Linked DNA regions of Hordeum vulgare: region 2 is linked to region 1. Evidence: chromatin contacts called from public Hi-C data. All regions are on one chromosome and are shown on one strand. Each heading gives the region's core, a stretch centred on a gene start, on an enhancer-like site or on the middle of the called end of the contact. The rest is flanking DNA. Distances are from core to core; before and after follow the strand shown.

The links. Hi-C and Micro-C count contacts between places; a contact is called where the count stands out from the background.
Region 2: a Hi-C map of seedling shows a contact between it and region 1, with 5 times the contacts expected there. The contact joins the promoter of LOC123439946 here to the promoter of LOC123443842 in region 1. A contact is called at or near these places in 4 of 6 Hi-C or Micro-C datasets (leaf and seedling).

The regions. Positions count from the first base shown.
Region 1 is chr3H:353,350,172-353,355,760 of MorexV3_pseudomolecules_assembly, forward strand. LOC123443842 reads right to left here and starts at 3,088. Exons shown (of 9, transcript XM_045120372.1): 1 at 2,794-3,088; 2 at 1,466-1,580; 3 at 1,015-1,121; 4 at 575-700; 5 at 346-466; 6 at 172-256; 7 at 1-88. The coding sequence starts at 2,997.
Region 2 is chr3H:353,685,733-353,691,321 of MorexV3_pseudomolecules_assembly, forward strand. LOC123439946 (AAA-ATPase At3g50940-like) reads left to right here and starts at 2,242. Exons shown (of 2, transcript XM_045116561.1): 1 at 2,242-3,368; 2 at 3,461-4,052. The coding sequence starts at 2,379. The coding sequence ends at 3,928. It overlaps LOC123441755, which reads right to left. Exons shown (of 4, transcript XM_045118009.1): 3 at 4,639-4,767; 4 at 4,356-4,460. The coding sequence ends at 4,356.

The DNA.
Region 1 (5,589 bases), core at 1,838-4,337:
GCCAAGGGTAATTTCAGCATTTGAACAAAGAAGGCTGATTGTAGTGTTGTTTGTTTCCACCCACAAACAAGGCTCCTCCATGTACCTCCTAAAGAATGAAATTAAAACAAAATCAGTAATTGCAAGTGTTGATACAAAGGTGAGATTTAATTGCAGAAATCAGTGACTTACCTGTAGAGAGAAGAGCGTGCAAAATTACGCCTCAGGAATCTAGCAACATGATCAAGTGTCCAGCAAAGCACAGGCAGTAGAACAACTGAATAAAAGAAAAATGAAACTGCTAAGGCGAGAACAGAGATTAGACTCGCAAAATTGAAAAAAGCAGGAAAAGGAAGCATGGCTTACTCTTAAAGCGTACATTTGATGTGAACATCATAAGAGAGAACATCAAATGAACAAAGTCCTTGGCTACAATTATAGACTGCAGCCAAGGCTGAATTGCAGGCATGTTCCATGCTCTTGGTTTCTACAGGCAGGGGGGAGGGGGGTCAGGATTAAGAAAGCGTGGGAAATTGGTACAAACAAAAAAAAGAAAAAGCTATATATCTATTCATTCAGATAACCAGACACCTACCCCATAAGTGCAGTATAAAGAATATGCTGACGAGCATATTGTTCCTAGCAACGAAAGTCTATATGCTTTGCTTGCGACATCTTTCGGTAGAATTGGAAGTATTCCAAGACTAGCAACAAACAATACCTGCAAAACCGCAGTTGATAACACCATATTTCATTATGACACTGTAAAAAAATATATTAAGAGACAATGATATAGGGTCATGGCATTTATTTTTGCTGGTGAAGCTACTTGGCATATACGATATCAGTAGTTGAGTGGCTCACACATGAGAAAGAGAGACCAGGGCCTAAGAACAAAATTTGTAATCGGCGAAATAAGTGAAATGTCTAAAGAGAACGGAACATAAGACGATAATAATACAACTTATGCTGACAGCGAGTATAGAATATGAATATGCTTTCCTACATTGAAGAACACAAGGTAGCTATCCATACCCAAGCATTGATAGAGAAATGTATGGTTCGTCCATCGAACCGTAAAGAGTTTCCTGTCCTTTCTGTTGGTGGTGATTGGGATGCTCCAGTTGATCTCGCACTAGATCCTACATAAGAAAGAAGAAGCAAAAAACAGTTACGAATCTGCAGAGTTCAGACTGATGTGATATGATAGAAAACATAGTGACAGCTATTTTCCAGTTAGTTCCAATTGTCATCCCAAAGGTAGTTTATTCAGCACCGGAGTAAAAAAAAATTATAGGCAGCAACTTTGCTGAACCCTGGCTGACTACAAAGACGACAAGTAGAACAGAGAAACTACACTGTTGAGAACACAGAACATATAATAATGTAGATGGTAAGAAACAATTCCCGGAATCCCTTGTCCCAAGAATATTGCCACTTCCTTCAGGTGAAAAACATCAAGTGCCATGTTTCTTTGTCACCACACCTGTGTCACGAGCTCGGGCATTCTCACTGGATGGTGTAGATGAAGAACTTGCTGCTGATCTGTTTGATTGAGTTGAACTTGTGGAAGATATTGGCTCAACCACCAAATCAGGGTCCTGTGATGAGATGCAAAGAAGGAATGTTAGTAATTTTAACAGTCAATTGTTATACCCTTATTATTTAACTTGGATATGACTCTCAGTTTGAGAAGGTTCAATTGCAATCAGCAAATAAGTTGTAAGGTGAACAAGTAAAACTATCGTTACACTGTCGAGAAGTGGATAGAAACATTAAGGGTGATAACAGAACATACGACCAAATGGAGAACCAGCAAATATGCAAAAGTAATTGGATGGTAGCCACAGAAGAGTCACTTTTCACTAACTAACATGAGTGGTTAAGACTTTCTTTAACGAATACGGTTTGCATCTCTCAACAACAATGCTAGTATTTAGCAGCCAGAAGTTGAACATGTCATCCTTTCGGACAGGAGAGAAAAGCAAGTCGACCATGTAAGATACAAAGGCATAAATGGTTAATAAAAGTAAAACAAACTGTTAATTCTTCGAAAGACTAACTGCACAACTGTGAATGGTGGTGTTGCGGTTAGAAAAAAGCGAGAAGTTCAGACTGTTGATAAGGAAGCTACATCTCCCAGTACTTGCACACAATTTACCAATCCTAATTCTTTTGCATCAACTGATACCATGCAGCATCATAACTCAATCCAAAGGGAACAGCAAGCAACATGCTCAAGGCTAGCATTGGGCTATTGGCCATACAAAGAGATCCACCCTGTCGAAGAAAAAAGTGCAAAGAATTCATGTACCTCCTAGAGGCAAAAACCACGTGAGTATCAGTTATTTCGTCAAAAGAACATACAAATCGGAGGCAGCTAACATTTCGTGTACAAATGAACGGTAAAGCACAGAAGAACGTGTATATGTGTTTATTAAATTAAATTTCGCCACTGAGACACATTTATTATGCCCTAACAACAATCCATGTGGAAGACTAACATGGGCGTGCTGATGTTTGAGCTACATTAAGCCGTATCAATCAGATGAAGCACTCTCATTTCCTCAAGAAGACATTGCAATGCAGTATCAAAGTATAGGCACACCGAGTTTATAAATGTGGGATAGTATAATGAAATACTTTCTTTCTTATTAACAGCCAATTGGATTCTTACAGCATCCAATTCAACGATTAATTCTCCCCGAAATGAACACACCGGAGCTAAGTCAAACAGATCATACTAGCAGTTATCCGCCCAATCCGAAAACCAGGAGAGGCCGTCCTGGGGGGGGGGGGGGGGGGGGGGCTTACGATGTATCGCTGGTAGAACTTGCGCTTGAAGTGATCGACGACGTCGGGGCGGGAGGCCAGGTGGGGCGGGACGAGGACGTTGGACCAGTAGCCCGCCCACCGTGCATCGTTCTCGTAATCGTACGCTCCCGCCCCGATCCGCTTCAGCTTCTGCGGATCCCCGCCGCCATTGCTCGCGTCCGCGTCCGCGTCCGCCTCCCCCATCGCCACGCTGGATCCTCCTGACCCCTCTGGGGTTTGGGTTTGGAGACTCGTGATCCGGGACGAACCGAAGATGAGAGGTGAATGCAGATATTTTCTGTTTTTTTCTTTTTTTTTTTGAGAAACACAGAAATTTTCTGTTGGTGCATCCCAAGTGCGTTGCGAGAGGGACTTTTTTTACCTGGCAACCATATGAATACAGTAAATGTGAACCCATTTACTTTGGGTTATTAAATTTTTTTAAAGCCTTAACTTTTAAATTGTGCGTTCGAATTAAGATCCGTTTTCACGTTAGAACCATCATGGCGTGTTCTTTGAAACTAGATTCCGTATGGATATGTTTTGATGTTTTTTGCATGCAATTTTATCCCCGTTTGATGTAACTGTCCAGTAATCGATGTGCAACTTGCTCACAGTTGATGTGCAACTTTCTCTTTAATCGTAAAGATGCAAACTCAGGTAAACACATTTAATTTCTGTTTTTGCTTTTCTAAAAAAAGTTATAACTTTTGACTCAAATGTCAGAATTATGACCCGCTTTCATTATTGGAATGCTCTTGATGTACCTTTTAAAACTAGATCTTATACGGGTATGTTCCGACGAACTTTATGTATACAATTTATTTTCCGTTTGATACAACTGCCTCGCAGTTGATGTGCAACTGACTAAGAGTCAGTGTGGAACTTTCTCTATACTTGTGGAAGTTTAATATTCATTGATGGGAATAGGTGTGAACACATTAATTTCGGTTTTCATTTTTCTAGTAAAAAATGTCATAACTTTGACTTGTCATCAGAATTAAGATCCACTTTCACCGTAGAAATCCTCGAGAGGTGCTCTTCAAAACTAGATCCCGCATGGGTATGTTTCATTGAACTTTTTTATGCGCAATTTAGTCTTTGTTTGGCGCAACTGTCTAGCAGTTGATGTACAACCAAGTGAAAGTCGATGTGCAACTTTATCCCCTACTGATGGAAATGCTTCTTTTATTGATGACACCTCCACTCCAAACTACTCCCTACAAGTGATATGTGCAACTTTGCCAGATGCTTGGGCCAACTGCCTAGTAGTCGAGGTGCAACTTTCCTCCTCACCGTTGATTGCAGTTTTTACGTTTGATGTCTCGGTCAACTGTCTAACAATGGACGTGCAACTTCAGATGTTGTCCCGACCAACTGCCTAACAATGATGTGCAACTTTTCCCGTAACCAATGAAAGTGTAGTTTTCCCTGCTAGTAACCCGTCCAAATCACCCCCAGTAGTGAGTTATGGAACTTTACCACTATGTCTATATGCAACTTTTCACTACCTCATGAATATACAATTTTCACCATTCAACTATCCTTGCCAATGAGATTTGCAACTTCATAAGTTGCCTCGGCCAACTGCCTAGTAGACTATGTATAATTTCGTCCTTTTCCCCGCCAACTGAAAATACACATCTAAAAGTACGAAGGTAGAGAAGTTGCACATGGAATATTAGGTAGTTGGCTGGAACAATAGACTAAGTTACACATATCGTTGGTAGCATAGATGAGACTGGATCTGCTAGCAGTGAAAACAACACATCCACGGGTAGGGAGGAGGGTTGTACATCGACCACTAGTAGTTAGCCGGAGAAGCGGATTAGTTCCACATCGCGAAAAGTTGGTTGTCATAGTTGTTAGGTTATAACCTCATAGGAAGTTGGATCATGAAGCTTCAAGATTGGTTTTGCGAAAAAACTTGCACCATGCAGTACTAAAGTTGCACCATTTAGTAATAGAGTTGCACCATATAGCATCAAAGTTGGCATCGAAAATATTTTGTCGAAACATACTCGTGCGAGATCTAGTTTGAAAGATCTCGCCGCGAGGATTCCAACAGTGAAAATGGATCCGAATTCCGACGTGTGGTTTGAAAGTTATAGCTTTTTAAATTTTTGAAAACTCAAATAAATGCATCCAAATCTGTTTTTCCAACCGAGCTGACATGTGTGAACACATTTAATGCCAAACATTCACATGGGATAGGAGATAAAGAAATAGACACATGTTGTGTGGCTGCTCGTAATCACCAAATAGTGCGCGCGCACGTTCTAGGTTTTAGGATCTATTAATCTAGGGTCCCGATATTCATCACACGTGTGGCATATTAAACATCCGCCCATATACCTTATGTGGCGTACTCAGGAGTCAGCTCACACGGGTCATGTGTGGACGAACATTAGAACTGCTGACACGTATGGGCGTAGCTACTTCATGTCACACGCCCAACAAGTACTACTCATCCCCACTCGCGCGTGTGGCACGAAGCAAATCTGCCCACACGTTCTAGCGCAGCTACGTTAGTACCCGTGGGATGACACTTTAGTTACCCCCGGGATGACAACTTTAGTTACCCGGGATGACAAATGTAGTTGTAAAAGCATGATAACTCTCTCTGTTTTGGTTAACGATAGTTACCCACGCAATGACACTTTAGTTACCCGGGATAGTTGCCATATGTGTTTACCTAGTTGCTACGTGTGGTCCAACCATAATTGTTATGTATGACTAATCATAGTTTCCATGTGTGTTTACATGGTTGCCATATACGTGCAACTGTAGTTGTCA
Region 2 (5,589 bases), core at 992-3,491, 330 kb after region 1:
TATGTAGTGAAGAAAAGTAAACCAAGCATGCATGCATTACTCATTTCAGATGTGTGTGTGAGAGAGAGAAAGAGTAGGATGTGGTAGTGAAAAAAAGCACCAGGACAAGCAATGCATGTGCCAGGTAGCATCACCTCACGTCACTGTATCATGCAAAAGCAAACAGCTCTGTGTAGTATAAGCCTTCATGACAATATATAGCTCTCCTATAGCAAAATAGTGTTGCACTATGCGACGCACTGTAGCATTACTGTGACAGAATACGACGCTGTGCGGCGTCGTAACTTAGATTTTCCCCTCTTTCTTTTGGCATCGGGGAGTGGAAGAAGCTCTCCGTTGTACTACTACCAACAAAACCGAAAACAAAGCGTTTCTTCCCCGCAAAAGGAAAAACAAAGCCTTTCATCAAAAGAAAAAACAAAGCAAGTAAAGAACGGCTGGCGGGATCCCTCCCGCGGTACGCGGTTGGACGCATCCACTCCGAGGGCGGCGGACGTACGTGGAGAGCACCGCGCCTTAGGCTATGTTGCTGATTGATGATGATGGGGCCTTCGCTTTCAGCGATCGATTGGATGGAATGGAACATCCTCTGTTTGGGCAAAGCTCTGCACGATACGTTGCCTAGTAGGAGTGGCACATGCTTGCTTGGCGCACTGGCACGTCGGATACCATTTCTGTGGCAAGTGAAAAGTGTCAATTCCTACAAGCACGAGTCCACTGGCAGTCGTACGCCGTGCCTAATTGAAGTGATGTTTTCGCTTCCCGGCCAATCTCTCGCTTTCTTCTCCTAACCCAACCAAACCACGGCACTGAGGACACGTCAAGCCTCATGACTCGTCATTCTACACAGCCTATTCGACTCGACCAAAAGTAGCACCCCTGGTCCATCCTGTTCAATCAGAAAGTTAGATGCACGCGATCAAAGTGCTTTTTTACGCTGACCAGCAACCCTGTCCATCCTTCCTGATGCTTACAACAATATTATTATTAATGAAATCGGAGCTGTCAAGCCTATTCTTCTCTAATAAGGAGCAACAATCATATGTAATACGACTGTTGTACGCATAGAAGTATGTTTAAAACACAGAGAATTATGTGATGCAGAATGGAGTGCGCAGGCATGCAGCCCATCCATTGGCCCAGCCTACTTCATTAGCTTCCAAAAATCACAAAAAATTGTGTAAAAAGTGAATCACAAACTGAGCTGCTCCTTCAAACTGTCATGTCATGGTGATCTACGCAGGGAAACTGTGGCAAGTGGCAACACATGTTTGTTCTTTCTTTCTTTCTTTTTTAGGGTGGCAACACAACACACACGAAAATGAAATGAAAAACCCCTTCCTTCGCATGCACGATACCTAAATCAATGCAACTCGGGCGTCAACCGTTGTTAGTCAGCAGCAGCCGGAATCTCGCGTATGCCGGGCATGGAAACGTGACGGGGACACAAGACCAAAAGGAAACACGTCGGTTGTGGCTGCAGAAATTTCCTATGGAAACTCGAAGCCAACTGCCGACAGCTACAAGTGGCATACTATTCATCACGCAAACTTGGCCGTCAAGCCTATGAAGACAGTTGTAAACTTGCTTTACCATGCGCACGGTTCCAAAAAAGCATAAAAAACGTCATTATGCGTGTGCAACCATTCCTTGGCAGCATGTTAATCATACATGTGTCCCTCGTGTTGTACACCTTCAACAAATTTGAACAGATTACCCAATACTGTAGCAATAAAAAAGCAAATTCAAACAGGAAATTTGAACTGCTAAAATGACATATACTGTAGTATGGTAGAGTACCTGACAGCACCAAAACAAAAGCATGTGTTTTCACTACCGTACCGGAGGCCTTGGAAACAAATATGCTCATGATTCTCAGGCACATACGTACTACATCATTTGGTTTATCGACAATGCATTCGAGTATCAACAGGTATACTAGTACTAGTACTCAACAGCAGGCATAAAGAGACCTCAAACTCAAAGTGGGGGTCCAGAAGTTAGTCGGTTCTGCTTGCTTTAAGCTTTTTCAATACCCAACCATGGACATTTCTGGCGTTTGTTTTGCACGGCCACCCAAGGAACATGGCCGTGCCATTGAGAAAAAAAACCATCAAGTAGTGCGATGCCATTTTTCTACTTTGGCCAAGGCCTCCTTTCTGGACAACGCACTACCAATCAGACCAGTATTATATAGCTTGACTGACTCACCCGTCACCCAACCATTTCGACGCAAACCAAACCAGCTATAAAACCCCACGCCAGCTAAACGCCCCCATTCAACACCGACCAGCACCATCACTTGGAAGGTTCAAATCTCCCAGCACTACTTGGTCGTGAAGGAAAGTGAGAGGCGAAAGCAGAGGAGGCCTGTAGCCATGGCCTCCTACGACAAGGCCATGGAGTCGTACAAGAAGGCCGTCACCACGGCGGCCTCCCTCGCGGCGTCCGCGATGCTGGTGCGGGGCGTCGTCAATGAGCTGGTGCCGTACGAGGTGCGTGACCTGCTCTTCTCCGGCATGGGCTACCTTCGCTCGCACATGTCCTCCCAGCACACCATCATCATAGAGGAGACCGAGGGGTGGGCCAACAACCAGCTCTACGACGCCGCGCGGGCGTACCTGGCGACGCGGATCAACACCGACATGCAGCGCCTCCGGGTCAGCCGCGTCGATGAGACCAAGAGCATGATGTTCAGCATGGAGGAGGGCGAAGAGATGGCAGATGTCCACGAGGGCACCGAGTTCAAGTGGCGCCTTGTCTGCCGGGACAACTCCAGCGCCAGCAGCAGCAACGGCAACGGCCGTGGCGGCAGCGGCAATTTCAAGCTTGAGGTCCGGTCCTTCGAGATGAGCTTCCACAGAAAGCACAAGGACAAAGCCCTTACCTCCTACCTCCCTCACATCCTCGCCGTGGCCAAGAAAGTCAAGGAGCAGAACAGGACGCTCAAGATCTACATGAACGAAGGTGAGTCGTGGTTTGCCATTGATCTCCACCACCCATCAACCTTCAGCACCCTCGCCATGGATCACAAGCTCAAGCAGTCAGTCATGGATGATCTCGAGAGGTTTGTCAAAAGAAAGGAATACTACAAAAAGATCGGCAAGGCGTGGAAACGAGGGTACCTGCTGTATGGCCCACCTGGGACTGGCAAGTCAAGCATGATTGCAGCAATGGCCAATTACCTCAAATTTGATGTATATGATCTTGAGCTCACTGAGGTCAACTGGAACTCAACACTTCGGAGGTTGCTCATTGGGATGACCAACCGGTCAATTCTTGTCATTGAGGACATTGACTGCACTGTCGAGCTGCAACAGCGGGAGGAAGGTCAGGAGGGCACCAAATCCAACCCTTCAGAGGACAAGGTTAGATAGATACTTGGAATCATACTCCCCTTGCATTGCTTAGTTCCTTAGTTTCCTTTCCATTCTGATGTGTTATGTGCTATCTCCAACAGGTGACACTATCCGGGCTACTCAATTTCGTTGACGGGCTTTGGTCAACAAGTGGAGAGGAGAGGATAATTATCTTCACAACAAACTACAAAGAAAGGCTCGACCCTGCGCTTCTGCGCCCTGGCAGGATGGACATGCACATTCACATGGGGTACTGCTGCCCAGAGTCGTTTCGAATCTTGGCCTCCAACTACCACTCTATAGATCACCATGCCACATACCAGGAGATAGAAGAAATGATCAAAGAGGTCATGGTGACTCCAGCAGAGGTCGCGGAGGTGCTCATGAGGAATGAAGAGACAGACATCGCACTTGAAGGTCTTATCCAGTTCCTCAAGAGAAAGAAAGATGGCGCTGGCAAAATGGAAAATGTGGACCAGGTGGCGAAGGAGGAAGAACAAGAGAAAGAGATGATGACGAAAAGTGATGTCCTAGACAATGAAGATCAGCAAGATGGGAGCAAAGAATGATGCGTATACAGTGTGAGTATCATATAATTAGTGCCAGAAACTTCCAGCAACAATGTATCGTTTTGCTATAATAAGAGATCAATTTTTTGGTAACAATATAAATATCTGGTATTGTGAACAGTTATACTACTCCCTCCGTCCCAAAATTCTTGTCTTAGGTTTGTCTAGAAATGAATGTATCAAAATACTAAAACGTGACTAGATACATTCATATCTAGACAAATCTAAGACAAGAATTTTGGGACGGAGGGAGTATTTGAAAGCATATAAAGCCAGTTATGAACTGAGTATTGGTAGCAATTTCAACGCACAAATACTGTTCAATATAAGCAGTCTACGAGGTTAAAACAATCAATTTTGTCAAGACTCAAACCGAATGTTTTTAGACGAAACTTAGCATGTCTGACTTGTAATAACACATTCCAAATCAGTCTTCAGTACAAGTGTTCACCCCATTTTCATCTCGTAGGTCATATTCAACAATTAGACCAAGATTGTCAACAAACTTGTGATACGCCTGGCACCCTGCGCACTGTGTGTGCAGTGCATGTTAGAAAATAATGAACAGCATATCTCAAAAAATAAATGAGCATAGACATGGTCTTGTTTTAATATTTAAAAAAGGAGCGGTAGGCAGATAAGGTCCTTATTAATATAAGCAAAGCTGCTGGCTGTACAAATTAAGTAAATAAACACACTGAACAATTTACCTGAAGAAAAACTGTTCCTCTTTCATAGGCCACCCTGTTTATCAAACGTTTTGTCCTTGCATCACATTTATTACATGTAAACTGAATAAGCAAGCTTCTTCTAGGAAGCTTTATATCAAAACTAGCTTCCTGCAATATCACATAAGAAATGTATGTTGTTTTAAAGCCATTCCACGTAACCGGTTAATCTGCGGTATGATGCTTCAATTTCAGCGGTAATAGGTAAATGGTGTAAAAAATACAGAATTAATATTCAATCAGAAGTATCACCATTTCAAAGTGACTCGACATCATTGAGAACAAGAGCTATTCCTGTTCAGTTATTCCCACCAGTGTGGCAACACGTGTGTTTTCATACAATATAATTTACTATGTTAGTTTATACTACTATATGATATAAGGATGAATATTTACATCATTAAGCTTTCAGTCTACCCAATTCATCAGGTATTGTTTGTGCCAACTTTTGAAAGGCACATTGCTGCGGCATAATCCGTCATTTTACAAAGCGTAAAAGTACAAGACTGAAAGAATGCAAAAGGTACATCATCTATGGTGTGTTTAGCGTTTCTGTTTGAACTAGAATAAGGTTGCACAAGTGTATTCAACCAGTGATCTCAACTGGTGCATAAAAGGAACTTCTGGCAAACAACGCCTCATTCTAATAATCTGATAGGCTTAAGGTTGATAAACGACGGCCATTATGAACATCGTACATCATTCGGAGTAGTGGTTTGCAAGGTATTGTACACTGCTGCCTCTCGTGACCAGTGAGTTGACACCAGGTTGACACATGGATGATGTTATATGTCCCTGTGTTATGTGGTAAACTTTATTTCAGGCCCAAAGTCCTAGTAATTAGTTAACTACCACAGTAGAGCTATCTATAGTTCATATCTCTGTCAAATCCACACTTGCAGAATCACTAACCATCGTTAACTAGTCCAATTT